Regions from separate parts of the Mus musculus genome. Here all the other regions are linked to region 1. Evidence: chromatin contacts called from public Hi-C, HiChIP or PLAC-seq and promoter capture Hi-C data. All regions are on one chromosome and are shown on one strand. Each heading gives the region's core, a stretch centred on a gene start, on an enhancer-like site or on the middle of the called end of the contact. The rest is flanking DNA. Distances are from core to core; before and after follow the strand shown.

What was found. Promoter capture Hi-C pulls out the DNA fragments that hold promoters and counts their contacts. A called contact is a pair of places that touch in the nucleus more often than the background predicts. HiChIP or PLAC-seq counts read pairs in DNA pulled down with a chosen protein or histone mark.
Region 2: a contact with region 1 is called in a promoter capture Hi-C map of liver, with 3 times the contacts expected there. The contact joins the promoter of Ackr2 here to the promoter of Abhd5 in region 1. A contact is called at or near these places in 6 of 39 promoter capture datasets (the C10 cell line, embryonic stem cells, hippocampal neurons and 2 more).
Region 3: a contact with region 1 is called in an RNA polymerase II HiChIP or PLAC-seq map of embryonic stem cells, with 10 read pairs. The contact joins the promoter of Tcaim here to the promoter of Abhd5 in region 1. A contact is called at or near these places in 6 of 39 promoter capture datasets (cranial neural crest, frontonasal cranial neural crest, hippocampal neurons and 3 more), 1 of 484 Hi-C or Micro-C datasets (muscle stem cells) and 3 of 115 datasets of contacts at active chromatin or transcription factors (bone marrow-derived macrophages, effector CD8 T cells and embryonic stem cells).
Region 4: a contact with region 1 is called in a FOXA1 HiChIP or PLAC-seq map of pancreatic cancer cells. The contact joins the promoter of Gask1a here to the promoter of Abhd5 in region 1. A contact is called at or near these places in 3 of 39 promoter capture datasets (the 3T3-L1 cell line, hippocampal neurons and liver) and 2 of 115 datasets of contacts at active chromatin or transcription factors (VIP interneurons and pancreatic cancer cells).
Region 5: a contact with region 1 is called in an H3K4me3 HiChIP or PLAC-seq map of forebrain, with 6 times the contacts expected there. The contact joins the enhancer-like site here to the promoter of Abhd5 in region 1. A contact is called at or near these places in 10 of 39 promoter capture datasets (the 3T3-L1 cell line, 3T3-L1-derived adipocytes, the C10 cell line and 6 more), 1 of 15 datasets of contacts at CTCF or cohesin (the NIH/3T3 cell line), 4 of 484 Hi-C or Micro-C datasets (3T3-L1-derived adipocytes, the N1E-115 cell line and cortical neurons), 14 of 115 datasets of contacts at active chromatin or transcription factors (the NIH/3T3 cell line, SST interneurons, acute myeloid leukemia and 10 more) and 1 of 9 other capture datasets (adipose tissue).
Region 6: a contact with region 1 is called in a Hi-C map of cerebral cortex, with 2.8 times the contacts expected there. The contact joins the enhancer-like site here to the promoter of Abhd5 in region 1. A contact is called at or near these places in 8 of 39 promoter capture datasets (3T3-L1-derived adipocytes, the C10 cell line, cranial neural crest and 5 more), 1 of 15 datasets of contacts at CTCF or cohesin (the NIH/3T3 cell line), 3 of 484 Hi-C or Micro-C datasets (the N1E-115 cell line, cerebral cortex and nephron progenitors) and 8 of 115 datasets of contacts at active chromatin or transcription factors (the NIH/3T3 cell line, bone marrow-derived macrophages, craniofacial prominence and 5 more).
Region 7: a contact with region 1 is called in a promoter capture Hi-C map of 3T3-L1-derived adipocytes, with 4 times the contacts expected there. The contact joins the enhancer-like site here to the promoter of Abhd5 in region 1. A contact is called at or near these places in 9 of 39 promoter capture datasets (the 3T3-L1 cell line, 3T3-L1-derived adipocytes, the C10 cell line and 5 more), 1 of 484 Hi-C or Micro-C datasets (muscle stem cells) and 5 of 115 datasets of contacts at active chromatin or transcription factors (astrocytes, bone marrow-derived macrophages, embryonic forebrain and 2 more).

Annotation. Positions count from the first base shown.
Region 1 is chr9:122,350,248-122,352,953 of GRCm38.p6, forward strand. It overlaps Abhd5 (abhydrolase domain containing 5), which reads left to right and starts at 1,369. Exons shown (of 7, transcript NM_026179.2): 1 at 1,369-1,592. The coding sequence starts at 1,540.
Region 2 is chr9:121,896,979-121,899,684 of GRCm38.p6, forward strand. It overlaps Ackr2 (atypical chemokine receptor 2), which reads left to right and starts at 1,377. Exons shown (of 4, transcript NM_001276719.1): 1 at 1,377-1,525.
Region 3 is chr9:122,804,151-122,806,856 of GRCm38.p6, forward strand. Tcaim (T cell activation inhibitor, mitochondrial) reads left to right here and starts at 1,397. Exons shown (of 11, transcript NM_001013405.2): 1 at 1,397-1,538.
Region 4 is chr9:121,949,665-121,952,370 of GRCm38.p6, forward strand. It overlaps Gask1a (golgi associated kinase 1A), which reads left to right and starts at 1,324. Exons shown (of 5, transcript NM_177743.5): 1 at 1,324-1,483.
Region 5 is chr9:122,728,439-122,731,144 of GRCm38.p6, forward strand. No RefSeq gene overlaps it. Among named protein-coding and RNA genes, the nearest start is that of Gm51699, 9.2 kb to the right of the region's middle. Within about 2 kb of position 1,308, at least 10 of the 459 cell types and tissues checked have an H3K27ac peak or open chromatin away from gene starts, as enhancers often do. A contact at or near this core is called in the N1E-115 cell line, cortical neurons and forebrain, where this site is marked.
Region 6 is chr9:122,694,652-122,697,357 of GRCm38.p6, forward strand. No RefSeq gene overlaps it. Among named protein-coding and RNA genes, the nearest start is that of Mir138-1, 13 kb to the left of the region's middle. Within about 2 kb of position 1,315, at least 29 of the 459 cell types and tissues checked have an H3K27ac peak or open chromatin away from gene starts, as enhancers often do. A contact at or near this core is called in cerebral cortex, forebrain and hippocampal neurons, where this site is marked.
Region 7 is chr9:122,017,482-122,020,187 of GRCm38.p6, forward strand. No RefSeq gene overlaps it. Among named protein-coding and RNA genes, the nearest start is that of Pomgnt2, 23 kb to the left of the region's middle. Within about 2 kb of position 1,395, at least 82 of the 459 cell types and tissues checked have an H3K27ac peak or open chromatin away from gene starts, as enhancers often do. A contact at or near this core is called in 3T3-L1-derived adipocytes and astrocytes, where this site is marked.

The DNA of each region.
Region 1 (2,706 bases), core at 119-2,618:
TCTTGGTTAGATCTCTGGGAAAGGGGGAATGCCACATATTTTGGCCTTATTAGAATTATTTGAGACTCAGTTAGCTTACATCAGGCTCCTGAGTAGTTCCGGGCATCAGTACCACCCAGGTGTGGCTGAACTAAGAGAACCTATTACATATTCTCAGAATTTCATTTTTTGGAGTGTGGGGTAGAGGGCAGGATGGGAATTGAACCTAGGAACTAATGCATAGATGGCCCCTGCACAACACAGCTCCAGCTGTAGGCAGCTTGTCACAAGCACAAAGAGCTAGGCTAGTTCATACACTTTCTCCTGACCGGAGGAACCTGCCCCCAGCCAAGGGAAACATCCCTTATGCAACACCAGGATGCCTCTATTTGTTTAATCACAGTGAGTGCCATAGTTCTGAATTCTATTTTTAAAGCGCAGTCTTGGACTTACTTGCTAGCTGCTGACTTTCATTTGCCTGTACTGAGCTTTACTCTTTATCACTTTCACGCATTTGCTCACGTCCCTTAACCAGGAAAAAAATTATTAAAATAATCCCACTCGAGGGTGTGCCTCCTTGCCTGTATGTGCACCATATACATTAAGGTGCTCTGAGGCCAGAAGAGGGTGTTGCTCCCCTGGAACTGGAATTACAAGCAGTTGTGGGGCTCCACATGGATGCTGGAAACAAACCCATTCTCTTCTATAGGACAGTATGCACTCTTAACCACTGAGCCATCCCTCGAGCCCTCTCCCCTTTAAATTTATTTATTTTAAAGACAGGGTCTCACTGTGTAGCTCTGGCTGGCTAATCAGGCTAATCCAACTCACAGAAATGTGTTTGCCTCTGACTCCCAAGTGTTTTTGAAGGGTGTGGACCACCATATCGAGCTCATGAGAATATTTTTATGAGCCCTCAGCCCTCTATCATTTTAGAATGGATTCTAGGAAGTGCTCTCCCTCTCTCCCTCCCTCGCCCCTCTCTTCTGTGGTCTGTGGGGATGATGATGGTGGTGGTGGTGATGGTGGTGGTGTGTGTGTAATTCTAGTACCCACACATAAGCTCTCAGCCTTCCGGAGTCTAGAGTCTGGCAGGGTGGAGTGCAAGTTCCTAGAGGCCACCACCTGAAAGTAAGGGCTGGAGGGTCCAGCACCACAGGATGCGCACTTCTGCCACTCAGGCTATTTCTGGCTGGGGTCTCACTCCAGGCTACCTACGGCTTGCCTAGCGCCCCGTCCAGGGCAGTCCACACGGGCGGAATGACGCATTAATGGTCATTATTCCGACGGATGACTACCTAGGCTCCCGCGGCGTCGGGCTGACCTTCCTTACCAGTGCCCCCGCCTCCGCGCGACAGGCGGGCAGCGCATGCGTGTCTGCGAGGCCGGGCCGCTGGGACGCCGAGCCTGCGGTGGCGCGGCCGCGCCCTCGGATCGTCCCAGCGGGCGGACGACGCATGCGCGGGCGGTGCGGTCTTAAGGGCGGCCGCGGCCCGGGGCCGCCCAGTCGGCCTGTCAGCCGGCTTCGAGGTGTGTCCCTGCGCTTGCGCGGCGGCGGTGATGAAAGCGATGGCGGCGGAGGAGGAGGTGGACTCGGCAGACGCCGGTGGAGGGTGAGGATCACCCGGGAAGGGGGGGACGACGTGGGTCTCGTGCGCTCTGGCGACCCCGGGCGGCCAGCCGAGGGAAGGCGCGGGCGCCCGCTCTCTCGACCCGTCGGGGCAGACAGGCCCGGTCAGGGCCGCGGGGCTGCGGGGAGGGAAAGCGGCTGCTGTTGACGGCCGTCCCGGTGATCCCGAGCGCGGCGGAGCTCAGAACTCCGCGCCGGGAGCCGTGCGTCGCCAGGGTGGGAGAAGGCGTCGGACTCGGAGCCTCGCGGGACAGCCGATCGCCGCCGGTGCGCCTGGGGCGCTTGCGTCCCACCTCCCGCTGCCCCGTGCGTGCGCTCCCGTGACCCGGCGGTCTGGCTTCACTAGCCCTGGCAAACTTTGTGAAAGTTGAAGGGCAGATGCCTAACAGGAAGGAAGCCCTTAAGTTGTTGTTGTTGTTGTTTTGTTTTTTTTGGAAACCGGAGTCACTCTATGTAGCCCTTGCTGGCCTGGAAATCTGTAGACCAGGGTAGCTTTTCAACTCTGCAGAGACCCAATCCTTTTGCCTCAGCCGTCCAGTGCTGAGATCACATGTGTGAACCACCACACCCAACTTCTTCATAGACATAGTAAGTTATTCTTTTTTGTTTTTGATATGTCATGCCCTTGTGAGTAGAACAATGCTTGGTGGAAAAATTAAATTACTATGAAAGTTATTTCACTGATTCTCAAAAGGCTACTTGTTTTATATGGACGGGACTATACATCTCCTTTATAAATTATTTTGACAGTTGTACTTCAGCTATTTGGAGACATTTGTATGGGAAAGATAACCATAGGGTAAATAGATTATGGTAATGTGAAAGTAAGTATTTTGGAAAGATGTTAGGGGAGGAATATTTTTGAAATGCTAGAAACTACACTCTTCAAGTTTTGTTTAAGTGATAATTAACAAGTGGAGCCACTGTTTTGGTCTGTTGTTGAACTTCCTAGTTATATTGACATGAAATACAGAGTGTCATGTGGTACAACTAGGACCTGGTAGCTTGGGTTTCTATTAAATTTGTCAGGACATTTTTCTGGCTCTGAGAATTCTAACTTGTGGGCCCTTTTGGTCTTGATACTGTGAGGCTCAGGA
Region 2 (2,706 bases), core at 127-2,626, 450 kb before region 1:
ACAAACCACATCCAAACTGTGACACGTATTGGTTAGGTGATAGTCTGGGTCAGTGTTCTTTTACAGTCATTAGCTCTCTTGCTGTGTTTATGCGACACCAGCATTTGCGAAAGCTAGCTGACTTCTATATATGGATGCTGCTTCTAAAATTAGGTTTAAAATAAGCAAAGAGAGGGGTGGGTGAGGCCCTAGAACTTTAGCTGATCCCTGGGAGGGAAGCAGGCTCTGGGCTCTTGTGGAACACTCCCTGAGCCTTATTCTCTGATAACTGGTGTTTAGCGTCATGAAAGGTCTGGTCCTCCTCTGTCTGAGAGAAAACCCATCAGGTCTTGCCCTCCAGTCTGATAGTCTGTGGACTCAAGAGAAAGACAAATATCTAAGTTCATGTTCACTTCTCTTGTCTGAAGGACCAAAGCCGCCCTAAGCCCAGTGCTGACATGGGCCTGTAACCTCAGGGGCAGGTGGATGGTAAATTCAAATGGCAGCCTGAGCTACATACCAAGTCTGAGGTCACTGGACTACAAAGTGATATTCTTTCTATAAAAGAACATAAATATGGTGTGGTGGCACACACATATGCCCAGTATTAATGAGTTGGAAGCAGGAGGACAGCTTTGGCTATGTGAGACTGTCTGGACGATTAACCAACCAACCAACCAACCAACCAACCAACCAACCAATCAACCAACCAACGAAGACATCAGTCACTTCTAAGGTGTTAACTGTGGAGTGTGGGCTTGGTGCATGGCAAGCTCCAAGTGATCAGCAGGGCAGTCATTCTGGCACTACCAGGTATTATGGCTCCTTTGAAGGCAAAGCATTTGCCAAACAGAGCACTGACACATGGCTTGGTGGCCTGGACCACAGGAGAGAGGAGTCAGCCGAAGACTGCTGAGTGTACAGCCAGCAGCATATTGCACACCCACCCACACTGGTCCATCCATCCATCCATCCATCCATCCATCCATGCATGCATGCATGCATGCATTCATTCATTGCAGGCGAGTTCCCCAGTTGGTTGAGGGAGCAGATAACAAAACAGCTGGCAGAGCCACCTTGAGATGGTGGAAGAAGGGAGAGGAAGGATAGGGCAGGGAGCCTGGGAGACGAGGCTGCCACTTTGCTGACCCGTGTGCACAGACACAGCACAGTGGGGAATCCCACTGAGGGGGCCTAGACAGACAAAGGTGAATGCTGGGTAGAGTGCAGAAGATCAGCTAGGTGTCCAGAAAGCTGCAAGGTTGAGTTAGCTTGCTTGGCTCACTGCTGGGACATAGAGGACTGTGCTTTCCAGGGTTATTGGACTGCTCTTGGGGCACTCCTTCCTGGGGTGGGAGTCATTAGAGCTTGGCTCAGTGCAGCGGATGGGAGGACTTACCAGGGAAGAGCGACTTCCCCAACCCCAGGAAACCAGGATGTGTGTCCTGAGACTCCTGCTCACTCTGCACGTCCCTGAAGAAGAGACAACAGCCACTGGGCCCTCTCAGACTCCGGCGGATGTCCTGGGGCAAACAGTCTGGCTCTGGTAGGTCTGGCAGCCCTTGGGGAGGGTGGTGCTGCTCGGCGTCTACAGTGGTCCCGGTACCCAGGACCTGGGTACTGGGAGAGGGAGGCATGGAGCGATTTCCTCTCCAGGGAGAGCCCCCTCCCCTTCTTTGGGACCCTGCATTGTGAATTCCAAGGGTCAGATAGGGTCCATGGCCTCTCACCCAGGGCTGCGATTCACTCTGTCATCATCGTCGTCATCGTCGTTGCCTTCTCCTTCTCCTTCTCCTCCTCCTCCTCCTCCTCCTTCTTTTCTTTCTTTCTTTCTTTTTTATTTTTTGGTTTTTTGAGAAAGGGTTTCTCTGAATAACCCTAGCTGTTTTGGAACTTACTTTGTAGACCAGGCTGTCCTCAAACTCCGAAATCTGCCTGCCTCTGCCTCCCAAGTGCTAGGATTAAAGGCGTGTGCCACCACAGCCCAGCTCACTCTGTCTTCTTGCTGGAATTAGAGGCAAAAAAACTGGGTTTTGACAGTCCTACTAAGCCAGGCTCAGACTCCATTTCCCGGTATGGCAGGTAGGAAGGCAGGAGTAAAAAGCAGAGATAGATTTATTCAAATGTGGCTACACTGGAAGGGGCAGAGTAAAGGGGTCCAGTGACTCACTCCCCAGTTCATCTTTGGGGTCCTGACATGAAGCTTAGGTTTGAACAGAAGGTGAGAGGCTTGTATGGCTCAGCAGTCCCAGGCAAGGTCTTTTCCAGGTGAGAAACCTATGGCTCAGAGGAGTGGGTAGCCATCTGGGAAAGTGCTTTAGTCGTTTTCTATCTCTAGGGATGATAAAGGTGATTCGTTTTAAACTCAGGAAAATGGCAAGGAGGAGGTTTAAAAAACAAAACAAAACAAAGCAAACAAACAAACAAAAACAGGGAAGAGGCTGGAAACCCTGCGAGTGCCTGCTCTCCCATGTGGAGGGTTGTGCTGGGATCATGGCTGCTCCCTGGGAGGTTATCAGCACCAGGCATTTCAATGAAGCCAGGAACCCCTGAGGAATTCAGACTCAGGGAGTGTGGGTGGGTGGAGAGGTCCTATCACGCTGAGGACCAACTGTGGCTGCAGACGGGGCTCTGGGCACGAACAGAGAGGACTATGGACTTAGCATCATCTCCAACTTTTCTTGTGTCTATATAGTACATTCTACACTGGACATTTTACTTTTATTT
Region 3 (2,706 bases), core at 147-2,646, 450 kb after region 1:
CTAAGGACTCTAGCATGTGTGAAGTTAACATAAAGCAGCAGCACAGACTGAAAACACAAAGATCCAGGGCACCCCACCAAATGTCTAAGTTACCCTCCTAACAGCTCCCTTTCAGTGGGTCTCATATGACTATTACGTGTACGTTGTGGGAGGAGCACACATCCATGTGGATTTTTGCAGGACAGCGTTTTTGGAATCTGTTCTTTCCTTCCACCTCCATCTAGTTACGGTAATCAAACCACAGTGGTCAGGCTGGAGGGTCTGATAGCAAACACTTTCATCTGTTGGTCGACCTGGCAGCACAGTACTGTATGCTTTATGATAATATGTGACTAAGGACATTGCTAATGAAAATATTTTAAACAAATGTGCCAAAATATAAATATCTAACAAGGATTGTCCCAAAACACTAAGAAGTTAAAACTTCAGAAGTTGTCAGGTGGTGGTGGCCCATGCCTTTGATCCCAGCACTCAGGAGGCAGAGGCCAGCAGATCTCTCTTCAAGGCCAGCCTTGTCTACAGGACTACACGGAGAAATCCCGTCTCAAAACAAAAAACAAAAACTCCTTCAGAAACCACCTTCAGTATCTGTAGCCTATTCTCTTTAACATAGTCCTCACTCTAAATAGTACTGTACGCCACAAATTCAAGTCGTCTAGAGGGGAAAAGCCCTAAATAGGGTAATAAATGGGACAAGTATTTAAAGGAGTTCTCAAAATGGGTAGAGGCAGTGTCCTTAAATCTACAGTCTCACAAGGGCAGGAAAATTGAGTCCCAGCACTCTTAAGCTTGCGTGACATGTGGCGCACACACTGCCTCAGAGACAGGTGGGCAATTGTAAACTATGCTCCTGCAGACAAAGGACACGATGTGGGCCGCAAGGTCGTCTTCAGGAGAATGAAGATCTGAGAGAAGGGGTGGGATGGCTTCTTGCTGGTTGACCAAGCCAAGAGGTAGCAAAGCGAAAAGCAGTTTATATTCCATCATTTGCAGGTCTGGAGATCAGTTACAGACGTCCAATAAAGCAGTAAAAAGCCCATGCTGAGTACACTGAACGTTTAAAAACAGCCTAGTAAGGAGTCGCGATGTGTCATGCCTGTAATCAAAGCACGTAGGAGGCTGAAGCAGGAGAATTGCCGCAAGTTCAAGGCCAGCGTGGGTTACAGTGTGAGCCACTGTCCCAAATAATTAAACTATCTCAAATAGATTAGATTGAGGAAAAGTCAAGTGGGAAATGTAAGCCAGAGGAACCGGATCTTTCACACTCAGCTGCATCTGGGAAGCCTACCAAGACTACCAACGGCTGCTCAGCAAGAACTGCGTCACCAGAGCGCCTTGCATAGCTCCGCCCCTTCCCCCCTCCCCACCAGGGGCTGCGCGTGCGCGCTTTGGCCCCGCCCCTGCCTCCCGCTACTCCTTTACCTTTGCTTATCGTCCTCCCACCTGCCTGCCAATCATCTTTCTCCCTCAGACCTAGTCGGCCGGAAGAACCGGCTTGTGTCTCCCGAAGCTGCCTTCGGAAACCCGCAGATAGCGGGGTAAGGACACCGCTTTGAAGCGGGGTGGGAGGCCGCTGAGAGCCGACGTCCTGGCTGGGAGCCGCTTGCCGGCCTTGCGCAGGCGTTCTAGGAGGAAGGTCGGTCCGCCTTAGCCAATGAGCATGGTTCGTGCGGCCTGCCGGCTCCAAGTGTCGGGGCGTCCAAGCACGAACCCAGGCCTCTGAGACAGTGGGCCAGACCTGTCAGGAGCTCCCTGCAGAGCGAAAGTTGCCCAGGGACTCCACACTTGCCACACAGGCCTTGGCCTGTGCGTGCTGAGGCGTAGGCGAGGCTGTCAGATGGGAGCTGGGTTTAGGCTGCTGCTGGGAGAGCCTTGAGGCTGGTGGGGCCCTGGGAGGAGCTGCACCCCAAGTTGCGGACCTGTCCATTCACCTCTAGACCTGTAATCAAACTTATGGCTAAGTAGACTCTCAGAGGGGAGTCTGAGGCGTAGATTACTCAAGTGCACTTCACCACTAAAGAGCTTAAGGAGTGTGCTAATTCATTCAAGACATCTGTGGAATGTGTGTGTGCGAATGGGTTTAAGATTGTAGGATAATGGTAAAAGGAAACAGGATCAGGCTGAATTTTATCAGTTTGAGACCACCGATTGGAGATTCCAGATTTAATGTGGAGTTCATATAGTTTTAAAAAGGTGTCAAAGTTTGGTTGGCTGGTTGGTTGGTTAGATTTGTCTACAGATGGCCTACTGAAAAGGAACTGGAGATGCCTGCCATCCCTTGGCTTAGTGTTGATGAAGGAGTTTTAAGCTCAGGGAAATTGCAGTGCTAGAGTGGGTACTCTCTGAAAAACCTGATCCCTCATAATGGAAAGGCCCAGAAGACATGCCCTACACTAACCTATAAGATGAAAATGGTTTGAGGGGGCAACAGCAGGTCCGAAGAGTTTTTGTCGTAATTTTTTCTCTTGTGCCAGATCTTAGGGTTCAGTGGGTGTAATTGGACCTTGGAGTAGCACCAGTGCCTGTATATATTAGGTCAGGCTGGGCCAGAAGTGCCTGAATCCTTCTTGAAACTGTAGAGTTTGTAGTTATGATTTAACTCTCCAGCAAGATACAAAAGGAAAGCTAAAGAATTTGTTATCTAGCCAGGCGATGGTGGAGTGTCATTAATCCCAGCAATGGGAGGCAACAGGAGGCAGAGACAGT
Region 4 (2,706 bases), core at 74-2,573, 400 kb before region 1:
AGCCTGAGGGTGGCTCATCTTCTCTAGTGGTGACCCTAAAAGTTTAAATCCCGGGAGGTTATTTTCAGTTTGGTTCCAAGCTTCTGTCCTACTGTCCACTCTGCCCTAACCTCCAACCATTGTCTACCTCCCTATAAGAATTCTAAGTTCCATCCTTTCATCTTAGCTCCAAACTTGACCATCTAGAGACTGCCGCACCTGGGGATCCATCCCATAATCAGCCTCCAAACGTAGACACCATTGCATATGTCAGCAAGATTTTGCTGAAAGGACCCTGATATAGCTGTCTCTTGTGAGGCTATGCAGGTGCCTGACAAACACAGAAGTGGATGCTCACAGTCAGCTACTGGATGGAACACGGGGCCCCCAATGGAGGAGCTAGAGAATACCCCAGGAGCTAAAGGGTCTGCAACCCTATAGGTGGAACAACAATATGGACTAACCAGTACCCCCAGAGCTCGTGTCTCTAGCTGCATATGTAGCAGAAGATGGCCTGGTCGGCCATCATTGGGAAGAGAGGCCCCTTGGTCTTGCAAACTTTATATGCCCCAGTACAGGGCAACACCAGGGCCAAGAAGTAGGAGTGGGTGGGTAGGAGAGAGGGGGTGGGGTGGGGGTGGGTGGGCGGGTGGGCGGGGTATAGGGGACTTTCAGGACAGCATTTGAAATGTAAATGAAGAAAATACCTAATAAAAATTGAAAAAAAAAAGAATTCTAAGTTCCAAGTATGAGACTTCTTAGGAGCAGTCTTTTCAGAAGTCTAGGTTCTCCTTGGCAGCCACCAGCTGTTAGCAGTGAGGCCAGCAGGATCCTGCACCACAGATAGCAAGCCCAGTGCAGACACAAAAAAACTATCTACAGCCAGAGCAGTATCGAGTATTGATTCCTTACTCTGGCCCCTGAATGAGGTTCTGCTATTGTTAATGACCTTCAGTGGTTAATGGATATTTGCCTCCCAAACCGCCCTTGGGCACTGTGCCCAAAGAAACTGGAGAGGTGCCAGTGGCAGACTGGTCTTCCTGAGGTTTTGCAGAGGAGAGGGCCAGTATAGGGAATCATCGTCCGGGCGGCCCCATGAGTTGCACCCAAACACCTTAGAGGCGCGATTGGGGCTCCTCTGAGCCCAGCCCAGGCGCTGAACCCAGTGGGGGTACGGGTGGGGGAATGGTGAGTGTGTGTGTGTGGGGGGGAGGGGGCGGGAGTGAGACTCTTTCCTTCCTAGCACCAGAGACCTCACTCCAGGCAGCTTCTGTTGGCCAGAAGTGGGTAGGGCTTTTATTATGAAAGGGGCCTCCCCCTTCTGTGCTTTCTGGGGACTGGGGAGGCTGGGCTGCGCTGCTAGGCTGGGGCTGTGCAAACTCTGGAAAGGTCCCCAGCGGCTGGAGGAGGCTTGTGTGCCACAGGACTCTGCAGACTCACACGTAGACTCACATGCGGAGCATCCTGTGTTGTGTCCTGCCCTGCAATCTGGTGGCGGGGAAAGGTGTGGACCTAATCCCAACCCTGCCTGGAAAGTCTGGGCTCCAGGGATGAGTCTGCCAGTAGGCTGAGCCCAGGAACCTGCTGCAGTACCGTGGGGACATGGTAGGAGCTGCTGAACAGGGCGGTGGGTACAGGTGGGTGCCAGGGCAGGCAGCCTTGAAGCCTCGCATGAGTTGCACAGGTGGCATCCCAGGCCACAGTTATACCTCAAGCTTTTTCATGGGGTCACAGTGACTTTCATTTGTGCCCTGGACTGGAGAGTCTTCCTCAAGGACCCCTCACGTGTAGATGAAGAGTTATCTAGACAAAATGCCTGTAGGAGTGTAAAGGACTCCTTTGAGCACCCAAGGCAGACGATGGGCGAGGACCCTAACCCTAACCCTTTCAAGTCACCTCCTTCCTTCTCAAAGATGTGTAAATTTCATGGTGTTCTTATGGCTAAGTGGTGTATTGATGCTTTAAAAAAAATGCCTTGTATCACCTTTGAGTTAAAGTCTTACTGCCCCACCGCCTCTGCCTGCTGGACAGAGTGGTCATGGGGATGCCTGAGGAGTCACTGATAAAGTCTAGGACCTGTGGACTTGATTCTTTTCCAACCTCACAGACACTAAGAGAGGAAAACAAGAATGTGAAAACCTGCCCTTGTGGCGTTAGCTGAGGTACTGATATAAACCTTAGGGCACATTGATGTGCTCTTGCCGCTGACAGAAAACCTGCAGCCCAGGTACCAGGGTGTGTGGAGTGTGTTGGAGTGCCATTGCCTGCTCTGTGACTCCCTAAGGGGTCCCTTTCTCTCCAGGTTTCGGGGTGGGGTTGCAGATGGGAACTCCCCAGAGGTGTTTCATGGGAAGTTGACCTATGGCCCAGGAACTCAGCCGACCTTTGCAGGAAGTAGGTCAACATGGGAGCAGTTGTGCCACTGTGGGGGCCCTGACCAGTGAGGGCTGGGGCTCGGTCCTGAGGCCTGGATTTGCTCCTGGCATCTCTACAACCTTACAAGTTTCCTGCAAAGCTCCACATGAGTAGGAACTCTTGTGTCTGAGAGGAGGCATGGCTGGAGGTGCAGGGTACGAGCTGAGGTGCTGCTGGAATCCTGGTTTAGGAACAAGTCTCCCATTCAAAAATTATGACCCACAGCCATGTACTCTGAGGGGTGTTAGTGGTCTCTGCTCTCAGGCCATTTTAGGAGTCTCTTCTTTCCACTACGTAGGTTCTGGGGATCGA
Region 5 (2,706 bases), core at 58-2,557, 380 kb after region 1:
TGACATATTAGTTAGAATTGAGATAGTTCCCACTCAAAAGCTCTTTGCCACTGGTCTGAAAGTGAGTCTTTGAGTCTTGAACAAAGATTTAGTGGAATGGTTCACACTTACCGGAATTCTGTCAAGCACATTCCAGAAGGAAGAGGGCCCAAGCACTAAATGATCCTTTTATGTTTTAAATTCCAGCCAGGAAGACAAGAGGCAGAGTTCCAGATCCACCATTTAGTGTGTGAATTATGTATGACTTTATATGAGGCTTTCTGAGAGCTTCAAGTTGGTGTCTAACCACTAGAAAGGATGTCACAAAACAAATCTACATCCGTGCTGATAATGGTGACAGCCATCAGCGCTGTGCCACTGATTAAAGAGAAACTTATGAAATTGCTTCTGGTCTCATCGTAGAACAACAGCCAGCATTATTAATGTGTGTGTGTGTGGGGGGGGGGTCTTCCAATATGCCTGGCAGATATCTGAAAGCCTCAATAGTACCATATCCTGAATACTCTGGGTTTCCCCCACACCTACACACCTATGATACAGCTTAATTTCCAAATTAGTCATGGTAAGAGATTAACCATAACTATTAGTTATAAAACACGATAATTACCACAGTCTGCAATCAGAGTTATTTAAAATTTGTGAATTGTTCATTTCTAGAGTTTCCTACTTGAGGGTTTGCCATGGTAACAGAAACAGGAAGGTAACTGTAGCTAAGCATGGGCTCTGTTCATATAGGGCATCAAACAGGCCAGCTCCTGGTGAAGCAAACTGTGTTTTTATCGTTTAGCTACATCTTAGGAGGTGTCTGAACACCACTCCTGACAGTGAGGAGTACCCAAGCAGGATCTCTGTAAGACAACAGAGAGATGGCCCTGATGTGAAGGGGCCTAAATTCTTAGCCCCTCAACACACTCGGCACACACTTGTGAACTTCACAGCAGAGTTCCTCATGATTTAGATGCTGGGGGATCTGTGGGCATTGGGAACTTTAGTATGAAACTCTTGACCATGGCTATAAAGCAAGCCAAGGACACAGTCACCCTGCTGCCTGATGCTCTACAATTGTAAAATGGCCGAAGGGAGCAAAGCCAAGTAGGACAAGAAGTGCCATTTAACCAGATCTAGGCGCATTCGGCTTCTGGTTGTGCTGTGGCAACGCGTGTGCATGTTGAGAGCGTATGGGGCAGGTTCCCAGCTCATACATAGAAATCCTGGGCATAATTTTACGTCTTAGAACAAGGTAAAATTTAGGAGCAGTCCATGACTGTTAACAGCCTTTGGCATAAGGAATAGCCTTTGGCACACTGCCATCTAGTGGCTACAAAGGAAAACTCACAACACAGAAGGAAGGCTTGAGGATTCTGGGTCCTCTCGTTAACTCATTCAGGGGACTTGTGCTGTCTCATTTCGGGTCTCATGAAAAGGCACTCTCCACGTCTAGATGTTGGGCCTGAGGAGAGTGAGCAGCAGGTATCTCATCTCCATCCTGGTGAATCACAGCCTCCACCATAACTGCCGTCTATGTCTCCACTGCAGCCTCCACCATAACTGCCTTCTATGTCTCCACTGCAGCCTCCACCATAACTGCCTTCTATGTCTCCACTGCAGCCTCCACCATAACTGCCTTCTGTCTCCACCACAGGACCCTCCTTACATTCCTGGTCACAACCTGGAGAAGTGTATACTGTTCCTACTCCTTGTACAGAGCAGGAGGGGCAAAATGCCTGTCTTTCTTCAACACCTAATGCCAGCAGGGTTCCTTTGGTCTGTCTGTCTGTATCCCTGAGTTACCTGGGCTTCTAAAGAGCATGAATGTTCTTCATGCCACCAGGGAACAGCAGTCTTTCCCAAGGCAATGCTGGGAAGAGAATGAAGCCAAACCCTCAAGCTTCCCCCTCGCATCCTCCCAGCTACCCCACACTCAGATGGCCTACGTGTCCACAGAGTCTCTTCCCTGTGACAGTGCCGAGCTCCTATAGACTGCTGCAGACAGAGCCTCCCCACTGTGTTTTGTGGGTCCCATAGGCTCATATGTTTGAATGCTTGGTCCCCAGTTGGTGGATCAACATAACAAGAGCCAACGATTGTGTGTAGATGCACATATGTGCGCGCATTGAAGTATGCTTTGCTGAGTTTTCATTTCCAGTATTTCTGAGTTTTCACTCCTAGTCTCGATTACTCTGCTGAATTTCTTAGCCACATTGCTGGCTTTCTTATTCAGGTTTCATGTCGACTTCTCGCCTGCTTATTTATTTGAATAAAGTAACACTTTTTTGGGATTTCGGCATCTCACTGAGAAGCCATGTGCTTTGGATGAGTCGCACTGCCTGCATTTTCATATTTCTTGTGTTTGTGTATTGCAGTTATGCATTGTTTGGAGATGGATCTGTGTTTCAGGGGTCTCCTCACTCTCTTCCCTGCTGTTTACTTTATGAGGTCCTTTGGGAGGCTTCCCTTGGGTTTATGATCCTTACTACCACTTAGAAGGGAGGAAATGGCTGCAGTATTAAAAACTACAATTTGGGAACAATCAAGGTATTAAAGTGTAATAAGCAGGCAGCCAACAGCATTAACTACAACCTCAATAAGGTCAGAAAGAAAGAGCCAAGATACTAAACAGGATAGGCTATGACTCTAAAAGTTAATAAAGGTTGTAATTATTAAGCTGTAAAATAAGAAGTCAAGTGTGGCCATTCATGCTTCTCA
Region 6 (2,706 bases), core at 65-2,564, 340 kb after region 1:
GATACCTTGGTTGTCCTTTCTCAGAAGGGCTGTGTAGTTGGAATTGTGCATTATGGTGCCTTTTATATTAGTTTTTTGTTCATTTTATATTGAACAAGTTCACCTGTCTTGGCCTCACGAGTAACAACATTGCATATGAGTACCACCACGCCCAGCTTTAAAGGTCTAGGCCTACTGAAGGGCTCTAGTAGTCTTGAGCATGGCAAACATGACTCTGACAGGTCTTACACTTCCTCATTCCTCCCTCCTTGCTAAAAACTGTTAGATTAGATTCCTAAAGCTAGCCCCCAAGGTCTATTTCCTTATTTGGCCACTTTCCCTTCCTTGGGCTGACTACCAAGGTCCAGCTATCAAAGTATTGAAGTCCAGCAATCAAAAGCCCTTTTGCCTCATGTAATTGATCTGCCCAATCAAAACAAACCAACTCATCCTAACTTGGAGTGTCTCCTTTCCCTTTATAAACTGCCATTTGTCTACTGGCCACATCTGTCTCCTCCTCTACCCAGAGGCAGTCTTTTGCCCCTCTGGGGCAAATCTTCTTTGTGCTGAGAACTTCGTCTTGATATGTCCTGAGCTGTCTCTGGCCCTTTTACCTCCCCAAACCAGAAAACACCTCTAATGCAACCCTTGCCCAGTCGCTGTGACGGAGGGCAGCTGACCTGAGGACACCAACAGCTCCTTGGGGAAATGGGATGACCGGTCCCTTAAAGGTTGTTTCAGGTTCATCCACATTTTCAGGTTAAGCTCCTCATTTCACAACAGAGGTCTGTGGGGAGACCACTGAGTTACAGCTAGGCAGGGAGGCCCCCAGCAAGCAATGTCCTCCCAGGCCTGCATCTGCTTAAGTAGCTACTCACCTCTACAGCCATAGCTCTAACCCCTGGCTCTCTGCCCAAGGGCTTTGTGTGTTTTCAGTTTTTGCCTTGATTGTTTGAGAAATCAAGCGGGACTGCAGAATTAATGCTTCAGAGAGGAGCACCATTTAATGACAGTTGAGGATTGTTGCTCTCTTGCCCCAGGGGACAGACACCTCAGCAACCCGGTTTTGGCAAGATTACCCTCTGTTTGTCCACATGATCACTCTTATAAAATGACCTTACTAACCAACCTCCTCCTGCACTGGCAGGGACCCCAGAGCCAGGTGTCTGTCAAAGCAGCCAGTCCTGCCCCCTAGGCCTGAGGTGGATGCTGGGAGCTGAAGAAATAAGATACCCCAGCCCTTCCTGCTGATAGGCACTTTTCACACTGACAGGCTACGGGGGTGTAGCACTATTTTTATTTAAACCACCAGTTGCCATGGTAACCTCTACATAGCCCAATCTTTATTCTAAATCACACAGAAAATACCCTCAGGGAGGGAGTGAGAGAAGCCCTGGTGAGCAGGGGCCACCCTGGGACTCAAACAGCAAACAGGCAATTCCTGGTGTGAGAGGGCCACTAAGACCATTTGTCTGAGCTGGCCTTCAGCACTTAAGCATGTCTCTCCCTGTGTCTCACTTTGCAGTCAGTCTGAAGGTTCAGAGATGTGTGGGGAAAGTCCATGCTCTGTCCAGGTGGCTTGCAAACTGCAGCTGCTCCCTGAATGTTTCTTCCTTGGGGGAATTCAGCCATTTGTCAAGACTCTAATGGACAAAAGGTAGTAGAGTGGCCTGGAGGTCCTCTTCACAGCCCCACTCATCTCCCCACACCCTGTAGGGAGTCAATATCACATACGGTGGAGGAACCAGGAAGGCACAAGAAGTTATCGGCACAGTGGACTCTTTACTCCAGATACCAACTATTCAACACGCCTTGCTCAGGATAATCCTTGGCCATAGATTTTAACAGAGGGCATATCTGGTGCATTTATAAGCTTGTTAGACACTACTCTCTGAAAGCCTCTGCTTTGGGATTCTATTGGACAACAAATGCTGCTGTGACAAATCCTTTTACCACATAAGGATGTGTTTAACAGTAAGAATCCCTGCAACTCAAGAGACAGGCAGGCGCACCTCTGTGAGTTCTAGACCAGCCAGGGCTGTATTAGTGAGACCTTGTGGTAAAAAGAAGAGGAGGAGGAGGAGGAGGAGGAGGAGGAGGAGGAGGAGGAGGAGGAGAAGGAGGAGGAGGAGGAGAAGGAGAAGGAGAAGGAGAAGGAGAAGGAGAAGGAGAAGGAGAAGTTGTTTCATCCTTGAGAACAGTTTCTCTAATAAAAAGCCCCAATAACACAAAACAGAGGTTGTGAGAGCCAGGTAAGGCCTTGGGCAAGATGATGTGGTCAGCTGCCTCTTCCCTTCACCCCTCAGGTTCACTCCAGCCCCTGATGGTTGACCTTCCCTCTGCCACTCTGGAGAGCACCTACACGGCTCCTGCAATCCAACTTCCCTTAGCTATAAAAACCAGAAGTATGCCCTAGACAAATCTGCACTAAGATGTAGCTGCTTGTCTCTAACTGTAGAGGACAAGGAGCATACACCATTGCTATCTTCAGGATAGCTAGTGGCAGATCACTGGCAAGCCATCCCTTCTCCCTCATGCTTTGGTATCCACCTTGATTTCAAAGACAGGATCTCTCACTAAACCTAGAGTTCAAAAATGGGGTGAGACTAGCAAGCCCCAGGGGAGGGATCCTCCTGCCTCTGTCTTCCAGATCTGCGCCTAGAAGAGAGCATCAGCTCATGGCCAGCTTCCAGGAGCTTCAGGATTCTAAGGATTACGCCCAGGCTT
Region 7 (2,706 bases), core at 145-2,644, 330 kb before region 1:
GTGCCTTTGGCTTGTCTGTGGGCAATTTCTTGATTGCTAGTTGGGGTGAGAGGGTCCAGCACAGTGGGCAGTGCCATCCCTATGCAGTTAGGTCTGGGCTGTGTGAAAAGCAGCCGAGAAATCCATAGAGAGCAAGCCAGTAAGCAATCATTTCTCCATGGGCCCTGCTTCAATTTCTTCCCTGGTCTGGTGGACTGGATATAACCTGTAAGGCAAACAAACCCTTTTCCCTCCTGTTTACTTTTTATCCATATTTTATCCCAGCAACAAAAAGCAAACTGGGACAGAAATTGGTATCAGAGAGTGGGGTATCGTCGTGATAGGCCATTTCAGAGCCTTGGGCTAGGGGAGGCCACTGAGAGCTCAAATCTTCATGAGCTTATGGAGGAAGTCAGTACACAGCATCCCCTGTGGTCTCCGCTTCAGGTCCTGCCCTGAGCGCCTGGCTTCCTGATGACACGTTAGCTGGGATTGTAAGATGGAATAAACATTTTTCTCTCCTTTTCAAGTTTCTTTCCAAAATCAAGTTGATTTTGGTCAGTGTTTTATAACAGCCACAGAAAGCAAACTAGGACATAAGCTTTCTGATTCTTTTACATGCTATGCTCTTCCATCACAAATAACAGCGTATTAAGATTCACGAAGGTAAGTCGGGAAAGAACCAATACCAGGCAAGAGCTGTGGGATGCTGGGTGCTTGACAAGAGGAGCTTAAGACGACCTCAGCAAAGTCAGCTGGATCCCTTCCCTGCCCAGAGCCCTTCTGTTGCTGTGTCCTCTGACCTTTGGGTGACATTACCAGCCTCCCCTCTAACCTCTAACCTCTAACCTCTAACCTCTAACCTCTAACCTCTAACCTCTAACCTCTAACCTCTAACCTCTGTTCTGAGTTTCACTCTCTGGGCTGCTTCTCAGCAAAGCATACTCTGGAAACTCCTCTTGTGGGGTTTTTATGGAAGGAGCCTACGCTGCTTCCAGAATTCCTCCAAGGACTCAGCCCCAGTTGCTCACAGTGGCTGTTCTTTTAATATCATGTCTCCCCTCTTCTTCCTTTTTTTCCCCTCCGGTTCCCTTCTTCTTTTCCTTCTCTCCTCTCCCCTCCCCTCCCCTCCCTTCCCTTCCCTTTTCTTCTTTTTCTCTCCCTCTCCTCCCCTTCCTTCTCTCCCTTCCTTCCCCCTTTCTCTTCCCTCCCCTCCCCTTCCCTTTCTCTCTTCCCCTTCCCCTTCTCCTCTCTTTCCCTCCCCTCCCTCCCCCTCCTCTCCCTTCCTTTCCCTTCCCTTCTTCATTTTTCCCAGGGAAAAACCTTGCAGGATTTTCTTTCCTGGGTCCATGATTGTCTAAACCTGACTGTGCACTATTGTAGTGAGAGGACACTTCCCTCTGGGTCCTGACAGGGGGCAGCATTTAGTTTCCTATCAGAACGAGTTGCATTCCTAGACTTGTATGTGATTCCAGCTCAAAATAAAGAAAAACATTGAAATGAGGGGTTTAATTCCCGAGAGGGACTGGAAGGCTGTGTCAGCGTTTCCATGGTGAGGGCTGTCTTCTGGGGATTTACCTTCCAGCTGTGAGAATCTGCTTTATGCTAGACTTTAAGCCTTTGGCTGCTTAAAGGCTCTATATTATTAAAGAGTCCACTTTTGACTAAGTTGAAACTGTGACTCTGTAAAGCCGACTCAGAATGTTCTCCCCTCTGCCCCTTGCCCCATTGGCTGCTGGCCACGCTCCTTGCCAAGCAGCGTGGAGACTTGGCAGAGGTGCGGCATCTGGCTCTCCTGCTGTGTGTGGTCTGAGAAGGGCTGCACTGAGGAAGAGAACCTTGGCTCTTTTGTACTGTTAAAATGACACCTCCATGGGTCCCACCCGAGTCTATCTGTAGGTGTTTCTCCATGCACAGTCACTCACTGACCCCAGGTCTTAGAATCACAGAGGAGAAGGGCAAGTGTCAGCCTGCGATGCCTCCGTGAGTATCAGAAGAAAGCCAGGTTGAGATGTTTTGTGTGAATTCCTTCTTGCAGCAAGAGCCGGTATAGTGCGAGGAAGAGAAAGGGGATCTGTCTCATCAACCAAAAGAGAGAGCAAAGCAGGCTCACTTTGAGCCGTCAGCGTCAAACACATCAAAGTCATCTCTGCTTGGTTTTAAATAAGAACACATTTGCAGACACTTTGGCATATCCTTTATTTTAAACAGAGTTACAGAGGTGGATGGAAGCCCCTCACGATAGAAGGAAGACGCTGAGAGCAGAGAGCCAACATCTGTGTTGGTGCGGAACCTGACTGGGTTCCGAGTGTCAGAAAGCACCATGGGGATTCATAACCATCTCAACTCAAGGTCTGGGGACCCATTGTCCTCTCCTGACCTGTGCGTGGACCAGGCATGACAGCAGCGCACATACATACACATGGGCAAAACACATACAAATTAAAATTTAATATAAAAATCTAATAACATTATTAGAAATAATATTTATAAAGTTACATGGGAAAACATTGATACAAACAAGGTTGGCCAAAAATTTATGATGAAGAAAAAGCTTTGACATCATCTGGGGATCTAAAAAGTCATGATTTGCAGAAAGGTGCCATGCCTCTGTATGTGAGTGTGTGTGTGTGTGTGTCTGTGTGTGTGTAAGAAAGAGAGAGAGAGAGAAAGAGTGTGTGTGTGAATGAATGTGTGTATGTGTATATGAGTGTGTATAAGAGTGTG